Regions from separate parts of the Rattus norvegicus genome. Here region 2 is linked to region 1. The links are chromatin contacts, called in public Hi-C maps. All regions are on one chromosome and are shown on one strand. Each heading gives the region's core, a stretch centred on a gene start, on an enhancer-like site or on the middle of the called end of the contact. The rest is flanking DNA. Distances are from core to core; before and after follow the strand shown.

What was found. A called contact is a pair of places that touch in the nucleus more often than the background predicts.
Region 2: a Hi-C map of liver shows a contact between it and region 1, with 5 times the contacts expected there. The contact joins two enhancer-like sites. A contact is called at or near these places in 12 of 12 Hi-C or Micro-C datasets (the A7r5 cell line, the Rat2 cell line, Schwann cells and 7 more) and 1 of 1 datasets of contacts at active chromatin or transcription factors (oligodendrocytes).

The regions. Positions count from the first base shown.
Region 1 is chr10:11,585,410-11,592,759 of GRCr8, forward strand. No RefSeq gene overlaps it. Among named protein-coding and RNA genes, the nearest start is that of Srl, 49 kb to the left of the region's middle. Within about 2 kb of position 3,937, at least 69 of the 93 cell types and tissues checked have an H3K27ac peak or open chromatin away from gene starts, as enhancers often do.
Region 2 is chr10:11,730,096-11,737,445 of GRCr8, forward strand. The region is part of intron 3 of Adcy9 (adenylate cyclase 9); the gene reads left to right. Among named protein-coding and RNA genes, the nearest start is that of Adcy9, 88 kb to the left of the region's middle. Within about 2 kb of position 4,261, at least 2 of the 93 cell types and tissues checked have an H3K27ac peak or open chromatin away from gene starts, as enhancers often do.

The DNA of each region.
Region 1 (7,350 bases), core at 2,687-5,186:
TGAAAGGGAAAGACATGGGCTCTGGGGAAGAGGTGGACGGTTGGAAGGAACCCAAAAGGGAGATCAGGGCCCATAAACCTAGGCCATAACCCATATAGTTATACCAGGAAGGGTGCCAGTCAGTGGCTGAGGCCAGTGGGTTCTCTGGCTTTGAGCATCTGATCCTAGGGCTGGACAAGTTGGCCATGTTCTCCCAGGCTCACCTTATGTAGGTCTGCTTTGAACAACTGGACAGCCTGCCCTGCTCACCTGCTGCAGCCTAGACAGCCTGCCCTGCTCACCCGCTGCAGCCTGGACAGCCTGCCCTGCTCACCTGCTGCAGCCTGGCCCCTCTCTCTCTCTTGCCTACGCCAGAAACACAGTTTTGCTCTGGAAGACGGAAGGCAAGCAACAAGGACTTTTTCAAAGAAAATACATGTAACAGGCTGAGTTCTCCCTCGAATTTGTCCTTTCCACAGCTCAGGGTTGCCACTATGGGCGTTGAGAAAGAAACAGAAAGTGGAGAAGGCAGAGCCAAAGGCCATTCCAAACATAGTCAGGAAAGGTGAGGATGGGAATGGAGAGAATTTTGTAAGGACATATGTACATGTCATCTAACATGTTACACACACATATACATATATGTACACATACACACATACACACACACACACCACATGGGATTCAAAAAAGCATTCAAATGAAGTCGGGGGGAACTGAGAAGCCAGTGAGATGTGTGCTTTTGTGGCCAAAACATGCCTAAGTATCTAGGACAGTGTTGGGCACAGCCCTTCATTAGTGTGCTACTGGAGTGAATGAATAGATGCTGGAGGAGAAGGTGACTCTGTGTGTGTGTGTGTGTGTGTGTGTGTGTGTGTATGTGAGATTGTGTGTGTGTGACTGTGTGCATGTGTGTGTGTGTGTGAAACTGTGTGCATGTGTGTGTGTGCATGTGTGACTCTGTGTGTGTGTGACTGTGTGTGTGTGTGTGTGTGTGTGTGTGTGTGTGTGTGTGTGTACCTGGATAGCCCACCTAGGATGGAAATCCAGGAAGAGGCATTCAATGAACAACTCTCTGTCAGCTCCTGGCTTTGCATGTGTGTCTTGGCCTTAGACATCTCACAGGTACTGGCCAATTCCCCTCAGTGACATGACACAAAGCCTGGGCTTCTCCTAATACAAAGACATTGTTCTCTAAAAGATCATCAAGGTGATGAGGAGGAGACAACAGAAAACAACCACAACAACAACTGATTAGTGGCCTAGAACTGTATGCAGTGTGATCAGCAGGTCTTGTCCTCCTGGTTGTCCAACCTGGTTGAGCCAGCTTGCCATCCTCACTATATTATTTTCTTCTTTTTCTTAAAAATAGATTTTTTTAAAAAAAGTATTTTTTTTATATGTAAGTCCATTGTAGCTGTCTTCAGACACACCAGAAGAGGGTATCAGATCCCATTACAGATGGTTGTGAGCCACCATGTGGTTGCTGGGATTTGAACTCAGGTCCTTTGGAAGAGCAGTCAGTGCTCTTAACCGCTGAGCCATCTCTCCAGGCCTTGAAAATAGATTTTTATACAATATATTCTGTTTATAGTTCCCCTCCCCCAACTCTTCCCAAATACTCAACCCACCCAAATACATACCTTTTCTTTCTCTCTCACATTAGAAAACAAATAAGAATCTAAAACAATAAGATAAAATAAAAACAGACAAGCAAGAATACGAGAAAACAAACAAACAGAAGAAAAAGAGTCAAAGAAAAAAATCTTAAGAAACACATACATTAGAAAAAGATCTTTTTGAGCTAGACTTTCATTATGTAGCCCAGGCTGACCTTGAACTTGCTTTGTAGCCTAGCCTGTTCTCAAACTCATGGTTCTCCCTGCCCCCAGCTTCCCAACTGGTGGGATTACAGGTGTGTGCTACCAGGCTTAACTCTACTATAGCCTATCACCACTGATGTGTGCTGACCTGGAGCCTTAACCCACGGTACATAGTATGTGTTTCTCATACACTAATAAAGGTGACTTTGAGCTTGGTGTGGTGGCTTGTGTCTGTAAGCCCAGCACTCAGGAGGCTATAGCTTGAGACTGTCTCAAACACACACACACACACACACACACACACACACACACACACACACAGCCCATAAGAAAAATAAAATTAAAAAGCAACAAACAAAAGATAATTTTTGTGAAGAGTGGGAACTATCTGCTATATTTCCATTAATTCTGGTGCTAGTGGCTTTCTCAGTACTATTTCAAAAGATTTGGAACTTTCAGATTCATAAGTTCTAATCTTGGGAAATGACTATGCACTGGGGATCCAAAGCATAGGAAGGGCAGTGATCAGGGAAGACCCCAGGAATAAGATGACATTTTTCCAAACCATATGATCAGGACAAAAGACTTTCTTGCCCACTTGTTTTTCTTTTTCTTTTTTTAAATTTATTTATTTAATGTATGCTGGCACACTGTATCTGTCTTCAGACACCAGAAGAGGGCATCAGATCTCTTTACAGATGGTTGTGAGCCACCATGTGGTTGCTGGGAATTGAACTCAGGACCTCTGGAAGAGCAGTCGGTGCTCCTAACCGCTGAGCCGTCTCTCCAGCCCCGCCCACTTGTTTTGAGATGCGGTCTTGTTATGCTGTCAGGCTGGTCTCGAATGCCTGGGATAAAGTGGTTTTCCCGCCTCAGTTCTCAAGTCTTTTTCCTTTTTCTCATTTGTAAAGAACCAATGAACTGACATCATTAAATTTTTGTTTGAACAGTAGTGTATTACTTTTGTTGAAAGGGGTATTTCCATAAAATCAGGACTCTTCTCTAGAATACCAGCAACGGAGACCAGCTTCGTAGGGGGAGAGCAACTTCAGCTATTCTTTGATGACTGGACAGGATTGTAGGACGAGATCCTGGGGAAGGTGAGGGTTTGTACTCACAGCAAGGTGAACGCTTCTGTGGCAGAGATGTATAAAGGACAGATCAATCAAGGAGAGGAAACTGGGCTTTAAATGAAATAGACCAGGGAGTCTAGGCCACTTAAAGTTCTTGGGCAGAGAACAGCATGAAAAAACAGAAGATCCAGCAGGAGTTTCCTGCTTGCTCCTGGACCTGTTGGTTAGGATGTATTGGAGTCTGTTTTCTCTTAACTCTGTCCCACTCCTAACAACTAAGGACCTGGAGGAAAAGCTCAGTCCATCAACCTGACTCTGTATGCCCGGGCTGCACCTTGTTTCCACGTAGGCACTAAGGAAGCCCAATCCAGACCGGTCTCTGGTTCCCTGTGACATTTTGGGATAGTCCACCTCACGAAGCCAGCTAACAGGGGGCAGTGTGTGCGAAGGCAAGGGTGTAATGAATGTGTTCCTGCCCCTGCGTCCCTGTGAAAACACAGGACTGCTATTGGTCCTCCACCTCCCGATTCTGCACGGTCACAGATGGACAGGGCAGGGAGAGATGCACTTGTGGAACGCACGGGTTGCAGTTGGCATCCTTTCTGTAGCTAAAGCTGGTTCCTCTAAAACAGCCAGAGACTCTGTGGCTGTACCTGGCCTTGGCCATCTTCCCAGGTTCGCCTCCTGATCTTAATGAGGAAGGTGAGGCCAGTTCTGAACCCGGGTCCTGAAGGTGGGGGGAAGTAGGGCTCCTCATGAACGTGGCTAGTCTCTCAAGCCAGGCTTCTTTCACTCATTGTCTTCCTGATGTGGGGCTCACCACCTACGGGGCAGTCACTCGGCCCTGGCCCTACAGGCATCAGCCACAGAGCAGGTTGCAAGCTAAACACTACGCGCAGGAAACAAAGTTCACAAGGCAGCAGTCTTGGTGCGCATGCGCACAGCCGCATTTGCTCCGTCGCGCCCCCTAGCGGCTAACTCTTGACACTGCCCGTGCTGACAGAGCGCGTGCGCAGACGTGGAAGCGGGTTGCGGAGCTTCCTGGAGGCTCCACTGAGTCTCGGGTAGGCGGGAACTGGGCGTTCGGTTGCAAGATCCCTTCAACTCCCTCGTGTCCGAGCCCGAGCTTTGTCTTGTATCCGAGATCTAGTGGACGCGAGGTAGTTGCACGCCAGCCCCGCAGGTCCCAGACATCCCCGGGAAGCGTCCTTCCAGGCGGTCACCCTCACCCTCCAGCCAGGGGACACCTAGGAGCCCGAAGCCGGCCCAGTTACCCAGGGGACAAGGCTGTGTCCTGAAGGCCGTTGTTGGTGAGGCTCTACCCTTCGGAAGCTGTGGTACTGACTACTTTGAAGCCCTGAGGGGACCTGCAGAGTTCTGATTCAGGACCCACAGAGGCCTTGTGCTGTGGAAAGTACATCACAGAGAATTTGGTGCTTGCTGTTTTTAGAGGGCTATTTTCTCCTGGGCCAGCCCCCAGCAAAAACAGGAAGTGAGGCTTTTAAGAGATGATCCTAGGAGCTTGAAATTTAAGCTGACCTCCTCTGTCTGTAGCCACAAAGCTGTAGCCTAGAGTGGTGGCTCATGTCTTTAATCCCAGCACTTGAGAGGCAGGTGGTGAGTACGGGCCAGCCTGGTCTACAAAGCAGACCCTACAGAGAAGCCCCATCTCAAAAAGGTAAACCAAACCAAAATCAGAAAAGCGTCCACTGACCCTGCGTCCAGTACGCTGACTTTAGTATGGGGGCGGGGGGATACTTCCCCTTCCCCCACCCCCCAGTGAGAGAGATGAAAATGGCAGCTATAGGATACCAGGGGTAATATTGTGGTTGGCTGTCCTCCAAATCATCAATTTTAGGAGCTGAAAGGACTTAAGAGATTCTGTAGTAGTTTCCTCAAGAAGCCACCGCTGGCTGTGGTAGCCCATGCCTTTAGCCGTAGAATTAAAGGAAGAGAAGGCAGAATCAGGCCGAGTTTTGTGAGTTTGAGGCCAGTCAGTATACATAGGGAGTTCCAAGACAGGTTGACTACATAGAGACCCCGTTTCAAAATAAATAGGTAAAGAAACCAAAAACAAATTAAAGAGCCATAAGCCTTGGAATATAGGCAGAGTCCTTGATTACCAGGTGTGAGGCTCCCTCCCCTACAGACGTCCTGGTCAGAAAATAAAATTATTAGACTCTGTTTGGAACAAGCCCCGTGACAGGGATCTGAATTCAGAGCAACATGTATCTTCCATCAGGGTTCAGGGTAAGCTCATTCAGTGCTAGAAGGCAGGAATCTCCCCAGCATGAGACAAGTGTGGCTTCCCTGTGCAAGTCTGTGGAGAACCAGACAGACACATTACATGTGGCAGGGCTCACCAAAGGATTTTCGCTTGTCTTGGGACTTGTCTTGGAGCAGCCACAGGACATCTGCATGAAGAAGCCCCATGGGGATTGGCATCTCCCCTAATGGCTTGAATAGGCTATCTTTAGGTTAAAAGAGCAGGCTTGGGAATCTGAAAAAGTATCCTGGATTTCTGTTTGGTTTCCCTAGTGTCAGAGAGCTTTGGGAATTAAAAAACCCTTCTGTCTGGAGCCATCTTTACCCACCTCCTGATTCCTGAGATCCTCCACAGTCTGGGCAGGGACCCAGGGTGCTGTCTCTCCTACTCCATGTTCCACCCACAAGCTCAGTTCTGCTAATTGCACTTCTGGTGCTGCTGGAGGAACACTGAGTTCTCCAGGGATAAGCAGCAACCAGTCTGGTGGGTAGTTTCACCAGCACCCCTAAAATGGGGTGCTGTGGAGTCGAGAGTTTTAAAATCATGGAGCTCTTCCTCCCAGGCTTCTTCTTTCCTAGAGGCTTCGTTAACCCTTCCCCTACCCAATCTAAGCCCCTCACCAGAGGAAGTTACAGAGTTTGTGTGCTATAAGCCTCACACTGCACTTGCATAGCAGTCCATTATGCAGAAAGTTGGGTCTTTGTTTAGAGAACTTGAAACATATTTATACTTAAACGTTTCTATTTATTGTCTGTATCTGTGTGCATATACGTGCAGATACACTCAGAAGAGGGTGTCGGGTCCTTCAGAGATGGAATTACAGGAGCTGGGAGCTGCTCAGCAGGAGCTTTAACTGCTCCTGACTGCTAAGCCATCCATCTTGCCAGCCCTTGCCTGTAGAACATTCTTATTAAATTTAAATTTAAGACTTTTACATTTTAACCCCCACCCCTTTTCCCTCCCTTTAACGCCTCCTGATTCCTGCTCTCGGAATTCATACCCGGGATGCCCGACAACTACTACCTTCTCCTCCTTCCTCACCCTCTTCTTCCTGCCCCTCCTCCCTCCTCCTACTCTTCCCCACTTCCCTCCCCTCACCCACCTCTGGCACAACCTATTGAGTCCATTATAGAAATATTTGAAAACCACGATGTTAAGAGAAAAGCCAGCATTGATCTCATTCTCCTTCAAGGCTCATCCTGACACACTTTTCATTCAGAACAAGCCCTGTTGCTAGAGCTTGGTTTCATTTTGTACTCTGGCTACTGGAATCTTTTCCTTGTATGGTCGCTGGTGTCCCGAAGTCTCGGGAGTAACGCACATGCTGTTGAACCTTGTTTGTGGGTTTGCCTAATGTCTGCGGTGTGTATGTCTTATATCCCACCGGTTTCAGCGGTGTCTTCTTTGTTTACAGGCTGTCTCAGCTAACCAGTTCTTCAAAACTCAGCACAGTCGACACCTTCCACTCGACAGGCTTGCAGTTTCAAGAGTTCAGCTTTTGTAAATCTTCCCTACACTGACTGCATTTTCCTTCTGTTACAGCAATATGGATATGCAACTTATTTTCTTGGTCAGGCTGAAGTAGGGAATGTACTGTTTGTTAGTGGATGGCTCCTGTTCCTAATAGAGGATCTCACACTTTGTAAAGCACCAGGGAATAAATGCATTCAGCCTTTTATAGTGGACAGTGTTAAGTTTTTTGTTTTTTTTTTTTTTTTTTTTTTTGGTTCTTTTTTTTCCGGAGCTGGGGACCGAACCCGCGGCCTTGCGCTTCCTAGGTAAGTGCTCTACCACTGAGCTAAATACCCAGCTCCTCAGTGTTAAGTTTTAAACCCCTGACAAAGCGCTGAGGTGTCAACTTAACATATCAAAGCAGATTCGACTGCCAGGCTCCCCCAGCATCCCTCAGGCCCTACCTGTAACAGGCCATAGCTGGCATGTTCCACCCCTACCCTGAATGCTGCAGCCCATGGGGCTGGGATGCTCTTCCCTAAGTAATACAGCAGTTTTGTATACTTGCCCCTTTTGTACCTTTGCCCTCCTGGCTAATGCACCTTGGTTCTCTCGCTCTCGCTCTCGCTCTCGCTCTCGCTCTCGCTCTCGCTCTCGCTCTCGCTCTCGCTCTCGCTCTCGCTCTCGCTCTCGCTCTCGCTCTCGCTCTCGCTCTCGCTCTCGCTCTCGCTCTCGCTCTCGCTCTCGCTCTCGCTCT
Region 2 (7,350 bases), core at 3,011-5,510, 150 kb after region 1:
CTCACACTGGCAGAGAGTCACGCATTGCCCTGTCATTTTGTGATTATATAATTGTGTTGTATGGGTGAATCTTGCAATCTAGTGCTATTAGAACAGTATTGGTGAGAATATTCTGATGTTTTGCTAGTGCGACAGAGATCTCCCGTGACAGTCTAGAAGTGCCTATGTCTGGACTGACGACAGGTCATTAAAAACTACTGAGGGACTAACATACTCAACCTCGGGTCTGAGAAGTTTTCCTCATTGTGTACTGTGTTTCCCATATCTATTGGGTTTAGTTTCCCAGTTGGGGCCTTTTGTTTGTTACTTTTACTTTATTTATTCATGCTCTGTGTCTCTGGCTCTGTGTGTGTGTGTGTGTGTGTGTGTGTGTGTGTGTTCATTGAGGCCAGAGGTCAGCCTCTGATGTCTCCCCTACCCGCCTCCCCCAACTCCTCCTTTAGAAACAGCCTCTCACCAGGACCTGGGACTCACCAATTAGACCCTGCTAACTGGTAGGCCAGTGTCCTGTCAGCCCCCTCAGCACTCAGAGTTTAAGTGTAGGTCACAGCCCCGGCTCTTCACGGGGAACTGAAATCAAACCCAGGCGCTTGAGTGTTCACTTGGAGCATCTTACTGATGGTGCTTTCCTTGCCCCTTCTGTTTATTCTCATGTTTAAATATTTGCTGTTTCCATTTTTAAAAAGAAAGCAAGATGCTTCTGATAGTTCTCTGCCCTTTGGAGCTCTCAGAGAACAAAATGGTGGGTGGTGGGCTATGGGAACAGCTGTTGTCTAGTGTGACTCACCCATGTTCATTAGCTTTCAAAGCTAGCTGCGTGTTTTAAGCTTGAGTGTTTCTGTAGGCTGGGTGGCTTATCATTCTAGCATCCAGGAGGCTGAAGCAGGAGGATTACTGTGAGTTTGAGAACAGTCTAAACTAGAGGGCAAGACCCTGTCTCCAAAATAAACAAACAGAAAATAAGCTAGCTTTGCAATGTGGCGGTCGTTTGACATGTCCATGTTATTTTACACGTGAAGGTTCTGAACCTCGGTGCCGGTTGTCTGATTACTTCTGGTCGCGCCGTGTCTAGGTTTATTGAAAGCTCACTTCCCATGTCACTCGTGTGCTTCGTTAATTTAAAGAACGTTCTTTACAGTTCTAACATTTCAGACCCAATAATCCTGAATATTGGGCTGTGCTGTGTATTTCCAGATGGTCAACCCCATCTCTGACCTCTGCCTACTAGTACCACATATCCCAGTTATGCTAATCCAAATGTCCCCATCATTGCCCAGTGTCACCTGGGCTACTACCATGGGCGACAGCTGAGGATGGTAGTGTTAGAGCCCTGTATATGCAGGGCAGTCAGAATATCTGATTTAAAGGGAGAATTAAAATAAAACAAAACAAAAAACAAACAAACAAAAAAAACCCACGGTTTTCCAAAAGTGTTCTTTGTGCGTGGGGAAAGATGGCTTCCCCTAGGCCTCAAACTGAGCCTTACTTAGTGGAGAAATAGAGCTCAAAACTCAAAATTAATGACTCGTATGTGTCTGCCTGCTGGGCATGCGTGGCTGGGTTCCCCTGGATACACCAGCAACTCTAGTGCCAGGGATTCTGGGCTAAAATGCCTTAAGACAGATCTCTCTTCTCTTGAAAAACTATGTTCTTGTAGTTGCAAACCTGTTTTGATCAGAAGGGTAAAAACTATTTATCATATTCTGTTGTCATGTTCACGTTTCCAAATGCATTTCCTGGAAGTGGAAGACAGGGTCTGTTGAGTTGACTGAATGGCCAGGACATTTGCGAGATAGGGGAAAGAAGGCCCTTGTGTCCCTTCCAGGAGGGAAGGATGAGTTAGCTCATAAGGTATAATGTCTGGGTTCTGGATGGGTGGTTTGGCCACGTGGTAAGGGTTCTTCAGACTAGATCCCAGAACACTGGTGTGGGTCGATTCCACATTTGGGGTATACAGCACATGAAGAGATAAAAGGCAGGCCACAGGGTGGAGTCGGTACTGCCAGGAGCCCTTCTTACAGTCCCATCTCCCCAGCACCAGAAGAGAGCAGGCATCCAGGCCTGAGAACTCAGTAGCATTGCATAACTGTGCGCCGATTCTACCCAGAGGGGTAGAACGCTGAGTCTGCATCCAAGACAGTGAGGATGATATCAGCCCTATTTAAGACCCATTCTTGAGCAGATTTTGTAAAGTGTCAGTTGTCTGCTCTGCGTTCTTTGTGCCAGTCTCCAGTCACCTGTCAGTCAGTGCCTTGAACTCATGACATTAGTAATGCTGTCTGCCCTAACGTGAGCTTTTCCACTGCTCTGGGATCCTGTGCAGAGTCTGTTTGCTTCCCCTTCAGCAAACTGCTTTTCCTGTGTCAGGGACCACTTTGTCCAAGAGAGTAAAGTCCTGGTGGATTTATGACTTGGTACCCTGAAGAGGCCTAGCATAGAGTGGTGTCTCTCAAAATATGTTCCCTTTTGCAATAGAGTCTCAGGATGAACCCAGGTTGAGATACAAAAGAAAGTCCGGTTGGCTTGTAAAATTCTGAGTCAACAACCCAGACAGGATTTCTCTAACCCCTGGGCTACCACACCAGCCATTGCTACCTGTTCTACAAACTGAGAAATCAGAGAGGCATTTGGGAGGAATCTTACCATCTAACCCAGAGAAACCTCACGCTCACAGTCCTCCTGCCTCAGTCCCCCAAGTACTGAGAGTACAGGTATGTGACAATGTTTTTGATCCTGTTTCCCACAATTATAAGTCAGAAGATATTTTTAAAGACATTTTGAAACCCACGAGATGGCTCACGAGGTAAAGGTGCTTGTCACCAAACCTGACAACCTAAGTTCAGTCCTCAGGACCCTCAAGGTGGCCCACACAGGTTGTTCTGATTTCCACATGCATGCCCCAGCATGCACACAGCATAAGGAAACAAAAGTGTAATAAAGCACGTATGTTAATTAAGTGGACAGACATGCATATGTCATTTGAGTGCTATTGGATGTATAGACATTTCCCAAAATACTATTTTTCTTATTTTGTTTTTCTGATGGAATTTTCCCACAACATAGTAACGTGGTCTACTAAAACTAATCTAGACTTTTTTTTTTCATTTTTCTTTCTCTTTTCTTTCTTTTTATAAGATAGTGTCTCATGCAGCCCAGGGCTATCTCAGAACTCCTGATCTCTCTGCCTATGCCTCTGGGATTATAAGACTGCACCACCGTGCTCAGCAGAATCTGATTAATCCTTCACCTGTGTGTGTGTGAGTGAGTGTGTGTGTGTGAATGTGTGTGTGTATGTATGTGTGTGAGTGTGTGTATGTGTGTGTATGTGTGAGTGTGTGTGTGAGTGTGTATGTATGTATGTGTGTGTGAGTGTGTGTATGTGTGAGTGTGTGTGAGTGTATGTGTGTGATGTGTGTATGTGCGTGTATGTGTGAGTGTGTGTGAGTGTGTGTGTGTGTGTGAGTGTGTGTATGTGTGTGTATGTGAGTGTGTGTGTATGTATGTGTGTGTATGTGTGAGTGTGTGTATGTGTGAGTGTGTGTGTATGTGTGTGAGTGTGTGTATGTGTGTGTGTGTGTGAGTGTGGGTGTATGTGTGTGTGTGTTGAATCAATCTTGGTTTTTAGGTTCAAAAGTCCTGTAGAGCTGAGGAATTAAATGAAAAGTTCAGAAATTACTGTTCTTTGATTCTATACGAGGTGACTTTGAAATCTTGTGTCTGAGTTTTAAAGTTGTTTATTCATGGCTTTGCCTCCAGTGTTCTTGAACTGTCTTGCTTCCTGTTCTCACAGATCTGTGGAGCCTTTCTCCTCTGTGATCATTGCCGCTCTGTTTTCCTGTAAGGATTCGTTTCTGTTCACTTCTGGTATTTTCTCAGCAGAAATCATCTGTTCTGAAAGTGTTAGTGTGTGTAGTTAGGGTCAAACGCTCTTCTGTTTGGGCTCATAGTTCCCTGGTGGCAGTCTAGCAGGGTGACTATATGTGAGCCCCTTATCTTGTCCGCCTCGGTTTCCTCTTGTATGAAATGGAACTTACTGTGCCTGTGTTGTGGGAGTTTCTGAGGAGCAAACATTGAGACATAAAGAGCTTCAGGGGGATTTCAGTGATTGTTGTTGTCATGCTTACCCCAGCCAGCCATGTCCAACGTGAGCCTCGTGGAGAGGCCTCTTCTAGTACCAGGACACAATGCTAAGTAGTCAGTGATCTGTAGACTAGACAGGCATACCCAGGGCTGATGTTTCCATCCCCCCGAGAGGCTTCCCTGGGGCAGTTATGGAAAGGGACAGGTGTTGACTTCACAATGATTTATCTTGCAAGAGCCTTGAGTAGAAACAAACAAAGAAGCCCAGCAACCCTGCTTTGTAGCTCTGTGCCAGGTATTCTGACCAGAATTAGGGGCATACGTTGAAACACACGAGAAACAAATGAAAATGGGTTCGTATGTATCAGAGGAATGGTTTTGGTTTTTCCTTCAAAGCCTGTGTCCATCAAGGGTGGAGGGGGGTGGTGAAATGTGCTCTCGGTGAGTTTCCAAGGACTCTCAGGTTACCCCGGCAACAGCCAGCAAACTCCTTGGCCTGTAAAGATGCCATTTAGGGGATGTTTGCTCCCTTTAGTGTGTCTGTGCCAGTAGAGCTACTCAGAAGAGCCAAGGTGGAAGTTACAGCGGGGAAGGTGGGTCATTTCAGGTGATCAGAGCCCAGCAGATCAAGGTGTCAGGATCATTTCCTTGTGACAGGAGAGGCAGCCAGAGTCAAGTCCCATGGTGGTCAGGGGCCAGGAGCTCTTGAGTCAAACCCCAGTGTCCACAAACCATCCTCTCTTCAGAAGGCTCATGCCTTTCCTTTGAGTTTGTATGTGCTTGTGTGTGTGTGTGTGTGTGTGTGTGTGTGTGTGTGTTATATGCAGATGCATACATATGTATGCAAATGTGTGTTCTTGTGTGTGCTTGTTTGACAGCCAGCGGAAGACATTGGTTGTCCTGCTCTAATCACTTTTTTCCCCGCTTCCCTTGAGACACTGAGGGTCTCCCTGGAGCACAGTGCTTTCTGGCTAGGCTGCCCGTCCAGCGATCTGGGCCTCAGTCCTCATGTTTGCACAGCAGTGGATTTTCTCAGCAGCAGCAGAGCCTCCAGAGTCTTGTACACGACCAGACAACTGTAAACCTATTGTCATTACCTCTAACTCATAGCTGTTGCCGTTTTGACAGTGAACTTACTATAACATGCCTGCCAGCCTTGCTCCACAGCGAGCCGTGCCTTCCAAGGTTCTTGTGCGGGTTGGAGGTGGGAGGTTCTTGGCATTGTGGAGATGCCAATAGCAGAAGGGGGAGAGAGATGGACGTTCTTGGTAAGCGGGGAAGGTTTCATGGCTGTGTCAGCTCATCGAAAACTTCAGATTCAAGTTAGGCCATAGAAATCGTCAAAGGAAAATCCTGTTGGGGCTGTAGAGAATGACGTGAAATACACACCATTGTATAGTAAAGGGCCCATGCTACACAGGGGCCTCCAGTCTGAATAGGGTGTTGAGACAGGGGAGTATCTCTCCCAGGGAAGGTAGATTTTTCTGAAAAAAAAAAATGAAATTTCATTTGTTCTAAACTTCTTTTTTTTTCCTTTTTTATTTTTTTTCGGAGCTGGGGACCGAACCCAGGGCCTTGCGTTTGCTAGGCAAGCACTCTACCACTGAGCTAAATCCCCAACCCCTGTTCTAAACTTCTAATCAAGAAAATCTCCCCAAAAGAAAGTGGCTGAGTGTCTTAGTCAGGGTTTCTATTCCTGCACAAACATCAGGACCAAGAAGCAAGTTGGGGAGGAAAGGGTTTATTCAGCTTACACTTCCACATTGCTGTTCATCACCAAAGGAAGTCAGGACTGGAACTCAAGCAGGTCAGGAAGCAGGAGCTGATGCAGAGGCCATGGAGGGATGTTACTTACTGGCTTGCTTCCCCTGGCTTGCTCAGCTTGCTCTCTTATAGAACCCAGGACAACCAGCCTAGGGATGGCTCCACCCACAATGGGCTGGGTCCTCCCCCCTTGATCACTAGTTGAGAAAATGCCTTACAGTTGGGTCTCATGGAAGCATTTCCTCTAGGAAGGCTCCTTTCTCTGTGATAACTCCAGCTTGTGTCAAGGTGACACACAAAGCCAGCCAGTACACTGAGAAAGAAAGACAGACTAGCAAAGAGCCCCATTTTAGAATTGAGTGAAATGATTTGCTGTAGGTCTCAGTCTCCCTGGTGCCACCCAGCTAAGAAGCCCTGAGACTTGCTCTTCACCACCATGCTCTCACATGTCCAGCCTTTTGTCCATGGCAGACATCACTAATCAATCAGTTCCCTCTGAGTTGGCACACAAAATAAAACTGCTTTGAAGACGTGTGTGGCGGTAACCCCAGCACTCAGGGTATGGGAGCAGAATGATTGCAACTTAAGAACAACCGGAACTAACTAGATTGTGTGACGTTTGAGGACATCCAGGGCTACACGGTGAGGCCATGTATTAAAACATATTTATTTTACTTTAATTATGTGTGTGTGTTAGTGTCTGTGCACACTTGTATGGGGCGGATCCCTTGGAGCTGGAGTTACGGGCGTTGTGAGTCTCCTGACATTAGTTTAGGGGTCTGAACTCCAGTGGTCATAGTTGAGTAGCCAGTGCTCTTAATCACTGACTCATCTCAATCCATTGAGCCTAAGGCCGTGTCTTAAAAATAAATAAATTGATTGATTAATTAAGTAATTAATCAATCAAATAGCTGCTTTTGAAATATTCTGACGTACTTTACGTGAGCACCCCCATCTTCCCCTTACAGCAAGACCTTCAGGTAGACATAATAACTCCATTTCATACAGGAGGCTTTGGAGAGATCCCACATCTACTTGTGTGTGTACCTGTTTGGGGCAGAGCCAGGGCCACCATGTCAGGCTGGTGGCCGTGTGGCTCTTCTCCAGGCTTGATGTTTAAAATTGGCCAAAGAAATAATAGCTTTGTGCTGCTTTGCCCTCCTGTTTCAAGATCTGTGGCACCTAAAGGTTTGGATGAAGTTAGTCTTTCAAACCGTAAGGTCAGCCTGTCCCCACTAAGCTGTGTCCTTCCCTGGTCAACTACTTGGTTAGTGAAATGTTCAGTGTGCCCTCTAGAGGAGCAAGCAGGCACTGCACCAGAACCAAGCTGACTCACCCGACCTTCCAAACAGCTCAGTTAGAATTAGGTATCTCTTGGGCCCATTTACTTCATTCCTCCACTAGAGGCTCAGAGGGTCACTTTGTGCTTGATATTGTGTGTGTGTGTGTGTGTGTGTGTGTGTTCATGTGTGTTTGTGCAGTATGGGTCAGAGGTCAATGACAGGT